Regions from separate parts of the Lactuca sativa genome. Here region 2 is linked to region 1. The links are chromatin contacts, called in public Hi-C maps. All regions are on one chromosome and are shown on one strand. The core of a region is the stretch at or near the end of the contact, and the rest is flanking DNA. Distances in the headings are between cores, read along the strand shown.

The links. Hi-C and Micro-C count contacts between places; a contact is called where the count stands out from the background.
Region 2: a Hi-C map of leaf shows a contact between it and region 1, with 6 times the contacts expected there. The contact joins the promoter of LOC111876486 here to the promoter of LOC111876489 in region 1. A contact is called at or near these places in 2 of 4 Hi-C or Micro-C datasets (both in leaf).

Annotation. Positions count from the first base shown.
Region 1 is chr9:19,962,703-19,968,978 of Lsat_Salinas_v11, forward strand. It overlaps LOC111876489 (preprotein translocase subunit SECE1), which reads left to right and starts at 3,873. Exons shown (of 1, transcript XM_023873011.2): 1 at 3,873-4,738. The coding sequence starts at 4,017. The coding sequence ends at 4,541. LOC111876490 (protein FLC EXPRESSOR) reads left to right here. Exons shown (of 4, transcript XM_023873014.3): 1 at 1-38; 2 at 979-1,142; 3 at 1,224-1,276; 4 at 1,386-1,781. The coding sequence ends at 1,562.
Region 2 is chr9:20,148,424-20,154,260 of Lsat_Salinas_v11, forward strand. It overlaps LOC111876486, which reads right to left and starts at 4,208. Exons shown (of 22, transcript XM_023873009.3): 1 at 3,950-4,208; 2 at 3,740-3,820; 3 at 3,196-3,239; 4 at 3,040-3,103; 5 at 2,773-2,887; 6 at 2,608-2,675; 7 at 2,426-2,523; 8 at 2,146-2,317; 9 at 1,858-2,080; 10 at 1,652-1,778; 11 at 1,458-1,567; 12 at 1,299-1,391; 13 at 1,088-1,219; 14 at 855-988; 5 more. The coding sequence starts at 3,799. TRNAS-AGA (transfer RNA serine (anticodon AGA)) reads right to left here and starts at 4,289; the gene lies at 4,208-4,289.

The DNA.
Region 1 (6,276 bases), core at 2,623-5,122:
GAGATAGAAGCCATGCACAAAGAACTATCAAGAGGAAGGTAATAATCTTCCTTATCATCTGTTAATTGTTGCTGTAGGAACTTTCCCCATTGTAATGTTGATACTTCGTATAAATTTCCCCTAAACTTCATTCCAAATTTCCAATCAAAAATAGTCAACTGATTTTAGGCCCATTCAGTATTAGCATGACTTTTACTCTTCAATTTAATTCATTGATAATTTTAGCTTGTCCTTGAATGGCATATCTAAAAGCAAAACCTCCTTGCTGACTTCAATCAATCTGATCATATGTTGGGTGTTTCAATCCTCTAAAAAATTGGAAGAAACATTTGAATTGCTAATCTTGATTCCTTGGGAGGAGAAGAAGGGGGTGGGGGTGTGAAAACGATCATAAAATGTGGTTTATTGACTATTATTAAGTGTTGATTGATGCTAATGCTATGCTTGCATATTTTGGGAATTATAAGAAGTGATATAGAATTTGGGTCTCTAAGCCTCAGTAAAAAGCTAAATGCCAGAAATAGCATTTTACTTTCTATTTCTTTCTTATTGTAGCATTGTACTTCCACATTATTTCTAATTAAGGAATTGTACTTTTAAAAAACTACCCTTTATAGGAATTGGTAACCATCTGATTTGAATTATCATGACATATGGTACAAGTTAACATGTTTTTATGTCACTTACTGTTGTTGCCAACAAAAAATATTTATATAATTTTTTTTTTTATAAAAAACTGTGGCACATTCTTTTTGTCAAATTTCATCTCATCCAAGACCTGCGATGCTTTTTTGTTTTTGCGATGTCATCATTATGTGAAAATGGGTTATAACTTTATTGCTAATTAAACGCTATTCAATCAAACAAAGATCAAAAGATTTTGAATTTATTGCTATTCAACATATTAATTATTTATGGAACTAATAAAAGATTAAAAAAGTGTTGGCATTTGAGTTTTGACCCTGTTTATGCAAACAGGGCAGCAGTTGAGTATGAAAAAAAAGTGTATGCAAGTAACCTTGAACAAAGCCAAGCAATGGAGAAAAGCTTGATGTCTATGGCCCATGAAATTGACAAGTTACATAAAGAACTTGCAGATAAAAGAGCAAGGGCTGCAGCTGCAACTGCTACTACTACCCATGGTTATTATTGTTATTATTATTATTTTAAATTTTGTATTATACATTTTGTTAATTTTGAAACATGAACAGGATATGGTGCAGGATTTGTGAACCATGATATGGGTTATGTTGGGAATGCATACACCATGCATCAGGTATGCAATTGTTTGTTTGCAAATTTTATCAAATATGGATTATATACATATTTCAGGAAGAAAAAAAAAAGGAAGAGAAATTTACCATTTTTACATGTTTGAGGTTCAGGGTGGAGTGGATCCACAATACGGGTCTGGAGCTTTGCCGAATGGTCCATATGAGATGCAGCAACATCACATGGTTGATCCTCAGTATGGGCATGGAGTTGTACCTCATCAGCCTCAAGGTGCATTAGCATATGATATGCAACAACAGCATCCTCCTAATAATGCATCACATGGATGAAATTTGTATTTGTATAATTGAAATAAGTGGTGGTGTAACGTTTTAAAAGTTTTTAGGCTTAGGCTTAGGTTTAGCAAGACAAGACATCTTGTGTTGTCCACGGTATGACTTTTGTATGTTAATGTGTAGATCGAGTCATAAGTCTTGAAATGTTGTTTGGGTAAAATTCATAATTGTAATTCAAGTCCAGACATTCATCTAATTATCATAGATTGGTTACATGAAGGAAAGAAATAGAAGGTGTTATAATTATAAATTACTTTTATTTAAATAATATTTTATACCAATAATACTTCAATTATACTTTTGTTATTTTCTTAAAATGCAATTTTGATTATAAAGGTGTTTTAAAATCTTATGATCCTAGATTTAATCTATATTTTTTAGTTTTAGAAAGGGAAAATAACATAAAAGTCATTAAGTTTACACCAAAATTTTAATTTGACTTTAAATTTGATACCGTGTTTTTCAATTTGTTTCCGGTCAAACCGATTGATTGTTTACTGACGTGGCATGTTGATGTATTTGATTATCCATTATACTTCTTTAACCAAGAGAAAATGTTGAAAAAACACAATCTATTATACAGGGGCGGAGCCAGGATTCTAGATTGAAGGGGGCTTACATCATAATAAGAATATTAAATTACTTTTTATAACTGAATAATATAATACGCTTTGTAAAACTGGATAAGAAACTGATAAAGAAAAAATTGTCTAAATAAGAACATCAATAGCTTAAAATTAAAGACTGTTCTTGGGGATCATGAATCAAAGAATCTAATGTACCTCTCTTAAATATGACATCTTATTTTTTCAGATTAAAGATTAATTAGCCCGCTACAAGACCCAACTAATATATCAATTAATTGGCAGTTACAAGAGCTATTTATAAACACTAATAAAATGAATGGGGTAATATATAGGAAAATTAATATAAGTGGGGTAATATATAGGCGAGAAATAATTTTTTAATTGAAACCTCATTGATGAAAAATACAATAAAAAGACCCAACGAATATATCAACTAATTAGTACTTACAAGAGCTATTTTCGAACACTAATAAAAATAAATGGGGTTATATGTAGGCAAATTAAAATAAATGGGAGTTGATGGTGGTGACCAAATTTGTTCGATTTCTTTTCCTTGTATTTTTTAGTTAGATACAAATCATGATTATAATGTGTTCTAGAGAAGGACTGATGAGGGGTGGAGCCGTGGCAGTGGCGTATGCATATAAGAGAATTTAGAAGAAACCATGCAATTAAACAAGATGTTAATAGCTCTTCAAAGTATCGCATTTTCGGACAATGAAGACAAATGGTGGTGGGATATAGGATATTTTGCGGAGTTCTTGGTAGCCGGATATGAGAAGATGAGTTGATAATCATATTCTTCATTTGCGTGATGACAGGCTGTCATATTAGGTGGAATCGTTTTGTTTCGAGGAAGATGAATATTTTAGTGTGACATGTTCTTTTGGACCGACTCCCTACTACTACTAGGGATAACTTAGACAAACGTGGTATTGATATTCCGTCTATTCTTTGCCCTGTTTGTGCTTTGGAAGTGAAGCAACTTGTGTTCTTCAAATGTGAAGTTGCGTCTAGGACGTAGGATTCGATGTTTATGTGTCTCTCTTTTTGGCCCACATGGTATGATTCCACTAGAGCTATGTTTAACTCGATTGATGATCTTCCTTGCTTTACAAAAAAGAAGCTTGTTATTGATGCAATGTACTGTGATTTGGTATCTTTGGGGATTTGGTGTCTTTCACTCAATTGATGATTTGGTATCTTTGGCGATTTTGCTTTTGTGATAAAGCAGTTTCATTTTTTATGGTATGTTAAAATAAATAGTAAAAGCTCTAGAAATTAAGATTGCGCGACTGCATAAGCTTTTAGACTATGTGTAATTGGTGTTTTAGTTTCTAGTTTCTAGTTGTTTTTTAATATATGGTTCTTTTTATAAAAAAAAAATAAATAAACTTTTTGATTATTTAAAATCTCCCACAATTTCAATAAATATGCCAAAAAAAAAACCCTTATATTAAACACGATAACCCATATATTAAACACATTAATTTTAGAAAAACACGACTTATTATAGATATTTTATTAATGTAAACCTTTAGAAAAACATAATTAATCGGTTTTTCTTTTACAGACTTTGAGTAAACACAACATTAATATAATGATTTTGTCGATAATTATCGTATTCCAATATGATAAGTTGTATTTGTTTAATAGTTCCTGTAAACATACAGGATGATGGATTATAAATTTATAATAACCAATTTCGATATTTTGTTCATTTTATTAACAAGAATTTAAACATGTACTTACAAGTTATAATGAAACATTGTGATTTTACGAGGACCATTTTCGTAAATATGTATATCGTTTACAAAATCATCTACCCACAAATTTCCGGTGTGTACCATACGCTGTAGAAATGGCACTTTCTCTCTCACAGTTCACTTCATCCCCATCTCTTCCTGCGTCATCGGCAAGAACATCCACCAATTATCGAATCATCTCAACGACAATCAAATCCACCCTAAATCCAATCACCAATTTCCCCAACACCGCCATTCTCACCGCCGCAAATGGGAAGAAGAACCACCGCTTCGCCGTCATCGTCAACGCCGCAGAAGAACAACAGCAGCAGCCCACCACCGCAGAATCCGAATCCACCCAAAAGCCCCCCTCCGATGAAGAATTATCTGAACTGGGTACGGAGATCAAAAAGGCGATGATGGATAGAGAGATTAAGAAGGATGAGAGTGTATGGGCCGGAGTAGTGGATGAGATAGGCCGGATCGAGTGGCCGGCGTTCAATAAGGTCCTCGGAACGACGGGGGTCGTGCTCGGCGTTATTGCTGGTTCCAGCGTCGTTTTGCTTACTGTTAATGCCGTTTTGGCGGAGCTTTCCGATCGGGTGTTCGTCGGCCGTGGGGTTCAAGATTTTTTTGGCTAAACGAAGACGATAAGGCCCAAGGGGGGAAGAAGCTGTTATCCAGTGTAACAAGGTCCATGGATATACTGTGTTCTACACCTATCTGATTGCTCCACGTCCTCTTGTGTCAATTAGTTTAGTATAATACATTGAAATTTGCATGTATTAGTTTTACTTTTACCTATCTCTTTTTTTTTTATCCATTTTGATATCTTCAATCTTTTTGCTCGACTAATCTGTGACTGTGTACATAATCTTGACAGCATTATTGTTTCCAAATTTGAAATTAAATGGTTTTCATTCAAGGAGTTCACAAAGCATGACTTAATAAATAAGAGATTTTTACTAGAAGAAAATTCTGGCATTTTTTAAAGTGTACATTTCCCGTGGGGTTTGGGGTAATCTTTGTTGTTGTTCCCTCCTCAGATTTTTAACTCGGATATTCTTATTGTTTGTTTTTATTACGTCTCTATCAGTTTTAAAAAAATTATTTTGCCCGTGCTGCTACTTTTTTATATTTTAACTTCATTTAATAATTATTTCTTATTAGTGGAAATCATAATTAAATCACCTCCTCTTCCGATCCAACCCACCCCCCCTTCTTCCGTAGCAACATGAAAATCCAAAATTTTGACCACCATAAATCTACTCATCGATCCTTTCTCTAATTTGGCAAGAGCACCTCTCTGCCCCACCTATGAACACATCGATCTTCATCTTACCAAGAGTTCATGAACAAGGAAACTAGGAAAAATAAGGAAGCTAGAAATCAATGAACAATTTCAGACAATTCAGCTAATCACAACCCAATCTTTACTTAAACCCAGAAAAAACAAAAACTGAAAATTTGGTGAAACTAAAATCATTTTTACACAATCTGAGATGGTTCCTATAAATCACAACCCCATGGATGATGTAAACCAATTAAAACCCTAACTTGCTTGGCCGATTCTTAATTTTGTGCACAATCTAATGAAAAAATGGATTTCAAATTGCACAAAATCAAAAAAACACCAACCTCCTCCTTCGGGAGTAGATTCCAATGGGGATGGGGTTCAGGATAAAAAGGCGGTGTATATTCATAGGTCTTAAACGTGTTAAGATTTTCAGGGCTCATCAGAGGTTCATGGTAAGTGTTTCAGGCGTCGTTTGGTTTCAAATGTGATAGAGAGAGGTGGAATAGAAAGACAAATTACTCCCACAAGTGAAGAGGGGAAAGAGATGGAGCTCACCAGCCCTATGTGACGTTGTTGTAGTCGCCGGAGCTCTTGTATAGTTTTATCGGAACACAGGCGGAGGGAGTATGGCGGCTTATAAGCCGACAGTGACAAGATTGTAATTGATGGAAGGGGGCGAGAATGGTGCAGGTTGCAATGGTGCGATTTCCTTGTTCTGGCTCAGTGGCCGGCAACGATACAGTGATGCAAGTGTAGTGACCGATAATGCAGATGGAATGGTGATGGTGGAAGACGATAGGTGAAGAAGAAGGGGTTAGGGGAGAATGCCTAACGTTGCTTAGGGTTTTAGGGATTCTTTTTAAAAATATAAAAATTCATTTTTGTAATATATTATTAATAAAAAAGGTAAAAAAAAAATAAATAATAAATAAGTGAATAAATTATTAAGGGGTAAATCAGAGACGGTCCGAATTAGAGACGGTCCGAATTTAAAAAAAAAAAAAAAAAAAAAAAAAAAAAAAAAAAAAAAAAAAAGTTGTTAGGGACCAAACACGCAGATTACCTTAAACCATAGGGTC
Region 2 (5,837 bases), core at 2,958-5,457, 190 kb after region 1:
GTACCTGAAGATAAGATGTCCTTCTCCAATTGCCCAGAGAAGCTCTGACAAAAATTATACACAATTTTCAGCAAGGAAATTTATTCCAAATATAATATCATATATGTGATGTGACAACTTACAAAAGAATTGCCCAAGACTTCAACTGCATGGAGCCTTTCTTCATGCATGTCTTCTGTCATAATTGGTGGATCCTATGATTTAAATAAATAAATAAAAAACTGTCAATTTATTCATTGTGGAGATTAAAAAAAGAAAAAAGAAAGATAGCAAGTGAAAATCAGATGAACCTGAGTAAATGGAGCATGCATGTTGTCATGTGATTTCAAAAGCATCAAGGATTCCACCACACCTGCTGATCCCCTCCTCTTACCAGATGTCATAAAAGTTGGGGTGCTACAAAATACATAACAAGAAAAGGTAAAAAAAAATTAAAAATGATGGGAACTAACATGCAACAAATGAAAAGAACTTCATATACCGATAATGGTGTACATTAACGTTCAATAAATAAATAAATAAAAACAAGGAGCTCTCACTTGCTTATTTCACCTGTCACTTTCCTTCACTAAACCTTCTTCTTTTGCTCCTGATGGATAAGAAAAGTCTTCATTAGCCTGCACTTCGGACAAATAAACCATTAACACAAAATATAAATCATAATCTCTTAGCTTACAAACAAAAACAAAATATATATCAAACCCACCTCAACACTAGGAGTATCACTACTGTTGTCACTGGTACTATCTTGTTGACGTTTTTTCTCAATACATATTGCAAGCTGTGAAGCAAATATTGTAAAAAAAAACGTTTATAAATATAATGATACAAAAAAATAAGAACAAAAGAATTACCATTTGCAGCTTTTGGTGAACTAAACAGGTTGATAGATCAATTGCAGCTTTGGTTGGCATTCGTGGCAATGGTTGTGACTCTTCCCAACACCAACGTATTTCTCTAATAAACTCTATCCATAGTACAGAAATGGCTGAACAACATAAATGATAAAATAACAACAAACTTTTTTAGTACTAATAAAAATATTTGATTCACTACTTTAAATTTTACTTTCTATATTAGTCCATACCACGTATGTTGCAGTCTCCAAACCATAATGAGTGTAAACAAAACTGAGCAAACAGAGTTTCCAAAGGAGCCCCCTTAATAAGTCTAGAACTCTTGTGTCTCCCTTCACCTTCAGGTGAAATGAGTTCAGGTCCTGTAATCAAAACATTTTATATTATTTTTACTTTTAATCTCTTTTCATTTTCTTTCTACAACATGTATTTACTATTTACCATCATGACAAAGATCTTTAAGCACACGATCAAGAACTGTTGGCGGAGGAATTACTGCAGATGACCTCAATTTGTCAGATCCTGATGTTTCAACTGTAAAAACAGAAAAGTCAGGATTCAGGAAACACACACACACAAAGAGACAGATAAGTATCAGACCTGACACGAAATCTTCCATGAATTTAACATCCAAGGACATGGCTAATGCATCAATCAGAAGGCGAAGTTGTGAAGCAAATCCAACCATGTTTCCAGTATAATCACCAGTGCTATAAGACAGAATTGTGTCATTTCATAATTCATACATATGTTGAAACTAAATTTAACAACATAATTCCAATTCCATTCCTTACAGATAAGAAGAGAATTCGGGAACAATGAACCAATTTTGAGCATCATGAATAGAGGCATTTTCAAGTTCAGCCATCTCCATGGAGCTTTCCACCATTTTCTCTCCCCACATAGCAACCAGTTCAAAAGCTGCACACATTCTATGCAATTATCAGTAACAAAAAAAAATAGTTACATTTCCCCATTATACACAAATATATTATTTTACCTTTTACAGGGTCTTCTGCAGTGTACCACTCACTCCAAGGACAATCATCATCCCATTGTAGTTTGTTTCTATTATCACCTCCATTATCACCTCCAGATTCAGTAATCTCAGACTCAGAATTTAGCACTTCATTGTCTTCATCATAAGGAAGAGTCTTGTATGTTAATTTCATGGTGAAATGGACTTTGAAGAAATGTGTCGAAAGGTCTGATGATGAAAAGGCCTACAGCATTACGATTCAGTTAGAGAATATTCTTTAAAGAAAGCAGAATGAGAGAGGCGACTTACAAATTTAGATACAAACAGCTCATATAATCCCTCCAAATGCATGAGTTTTACAGGAACTTGAGTGGAAATAAGATCTCCTTCAAATCTTCGAGTAAATACTGTCCCCATATTTTGGATACCAATATAAGCTTTTCTAGAAGGATCATGCACTGGGACAAATGCTGGCCACAAACTAAAATTGTTCCATTGTTCATACAATCATCAGAACTCAAATGTAATGTAATTAAAACCAAATTGAGTTATTTCAAAGAAAAAAAAAGAAGGAATAAGTGAATCCCACCTGGAACAATTTGAGAATGCTATAGCAACTGCACTTAGAAGCTTGCTAGCCTCTGGTGAATCAAGAATAACACCACTGGCACTTTGGGGTGCGATTACCTGTTTACAGTTGAAACATAAGTGCCTTTATATTTAATTATTTTACAGTATGATATGAACATTAAGATGATGAGCTAAAGATACCATGAATTCTTTCACACCAAAAGACAATTGCAGCTCATGTAAACTGGAACTCCAATCTACAGCCTTTCCTGATTGATATAATGCAACAACAAATATGATGACATTTGCAAAAAAGAGTGCATGGTGAAACTGAAAGTGAAACCTGGAGAGGTGTTTAATGTATACCAGCATTACTAATTTCAAAGTAGTACTCCATGCAATAGTTTTTCATAGCATATTTCAGCTCGGATTTCACTTTATACAAATTCTTCAGCTCTCCCAATGAAACAGCTCCCTTTTCCTATAGAAAGAGTGTACAAAAGATATATCAATGGTGATTGATTTTCTTTCCAAGATGCAATTAACAAATAATTAAACTTTGTATCGAATACTAGTATAATGTTTTCATCCATTAGTAAACAAATATGCATACTGGAGTAAGATCAAACATACCAACAAGTTTTTGGGACCACTTGATAACCATTGTCGACAAACAGCCTCAATTTCAGAAATAAACCTATAAATAACAAATTTAGTAAAATTTAATTCTTCCACTTAAATTGAGAAATGAATATGCATTGAAGTATTAAGAGAGATATATGTTGATACCTTTCCCATGAAGAGGCTAGGGTAAAGTCATCAAAATGTTCAAACTGCATGGTAATAAACAATCAAGGAAAAGTTATTTCTACTTGGAAGGACTCTCTGAAAATGTTCTTTATAATAATCTTTCTTACTTCGCTTCTAATATTAATAAAAATGCACAGATAACTATCCAGCCTAATATATCAAACACAAACTAACCAAATTTGTAATCCTTTGAGCATCAATTTGAACACTTCCCATCAATAAAATTTGATATAAAACATCAAAGTTGCTTATATGGTTTTTATAAAACATTAGTGACATACTTCATTATCCCTTTCCTTATTTCCAATAAGAAACAACAGATAGCTATGCTTGATTCTTTATGTCAAACAGATACTTTCCAAAAGAAAATTTGATTTTGTTAGCAATTTACTACGGACATTCTTTTTCTATATGTAGCAATTAACAGTGCATAACGTAACCCTTGATTTTTATTCTCAGAACTTCACAATCAGAGAAGTTTTTAGTATAATTGGCAAGTTTAGTCACCAGAGTCGAAGTGTACCTCTTCTTCTTCTTCGATGTCGTCTTCCTTCTCATGCTTTTTCTTGCTCGATGATGCCATTAAATGCCTAAGATCAACGTCCTGTTGTTATTACACAACGACATCAAACAAGATTATGTTACAATTAAAATCAAACAAATCCTAAATCACATACTAACGACCAAGATATCAAAACAACGAGGTGAGCATAAATAGACAATAGAAACTGACCTAATTATAAAACGCATGGATGGATTAGTAGATTAGCAATTCAACATGTAAAACCAGTAATATGAATGGATGAAAAACCTAGTGAATTACGATTCAACTAGTAAATTACGAATAAACTCCCACTAGAGATAGTTGATGATGATGAAAACGATCAACGGGAAGAGAGACGAGATCTGGTGTTTGACATAAAGGTGCAAAATTAACGTCCGTTTTGGGTTTTGGTCGACACCCAAATTGTCTGTAAAAAATAAAACTAATCGTGAGCGGCAGGATTCGAACCTGCGCGGGCAAAGCCCACATGATTTCTAGTCATGCCCGATAACCACTCCGGCACGCTCACATTGATGTGACGTTTTTCAACAAAATAGATTATTAAATTACTTTGACGGATGCATGGTGTAAAATAACAACCTATTTTGTCCAATTTTCGTAATAAATAGTAGGTTTACTTACTGGTTTTCTTTTCTTTTTGTTTGATGATAACTAATTTCTTGATCGAAATCTTTTTTATCCTTTTACATGATCAAAGACTAATATATTTATTTGTTTAGGGTCTCCGGTCTTAAAGAAAATTTAATCAAAGTTTAAGGTTTATAGAAATCCTCTCATATAGCTAAGCCCTTGGAATATTTGATGAAATATACCTTTTTCTTTTAATTTTGTTTTGGAACTCGCAAATTGACATGTTTTGTCCCATGAGGTGTTTTAGAGTTATATAGTGTTTTTGCTAATATATTTTGATTTTCTTGAACAATATTGAATAGATATGCATGTAAAGAGAGTTTTGTAGAATGACCTTGAAACATCCAAAAATTATGACCTAAAAATTTTATTTTTGATTTAAATAAAAACAATATTCCAAACATTGTTTATACATCCCAAACAAATAAACATGTCAAATATCATGAAAATCAGAGTATGTATCGTAAACAGAATCCATATGGTGTGTACGATGCACTCAACCCGAGCTCTTCCCCTTGGAATCGGAAGTACCTAAAGCATAAACTAAAAATTGTAATCACAAAACTTAGTGAGTTTCCCAAGATACTACATACCAAACATATCATATAACGGGCCCCGCCCAATGTTATACATGCCTCGCCCACACTCGCATAACGAACCTCGTCCAATAAACATACATATGCAAGCACATACAAGTATCACACAGACAAGAAGTATATCGACATAACCAATCAAGGGACGGCCTTGGTGCCTTAGACCCGCTAAACCCAATGAGGAAACTCACCTCGCAAAGCTAAATGGAACGAATGATCCCTGACTGCTGGTCCTGCAGCTTCCCGAGCTATCAATTGCCACATAAAACTAATTAACATTTGGGATCTACAACATAACCAAAAATCTCTACTTGGGGTAAAAAGACCATTTTATCCCTAACTTGGTCCAAGAATGGAGCCCATTACCACAATCCAATGGGCCCAAAAGTTAAACAATCCAACAAGGCCCAAAATATGGCCCAAATTCCAACTGGGCCCAACTCCTTTACATGGGCCTTAGCCCAAGGCCCAATAATGCTCCCCTAGCCCAAAGGTTCGATTTCAGATGACCCACTAAGGCCCAAAACATCAATGTCCATGGAAGTAGCCCAAACGAGGCCCAAGAGACGCAAAGCCCAATTCATTGAGTACGTGGGGCGTACTCAACTGCACGCTAGGCGTATAGGCTGCATGGATTGTACGTTGCATGTACGAGCTTGTACACCCAACGTACTCACTCATTAAGCCATATTTCCAATACACTCTTAAACCCTTAAGTCTAAGGGTCCAAATCACAGATTTGAGTCATATGAAGTGTCTTAAACCATAAAGTCGTGAACTTGGTGGCTTTGCATGCCCCAAATGAACCCAATCATGAAATATCACACACTACT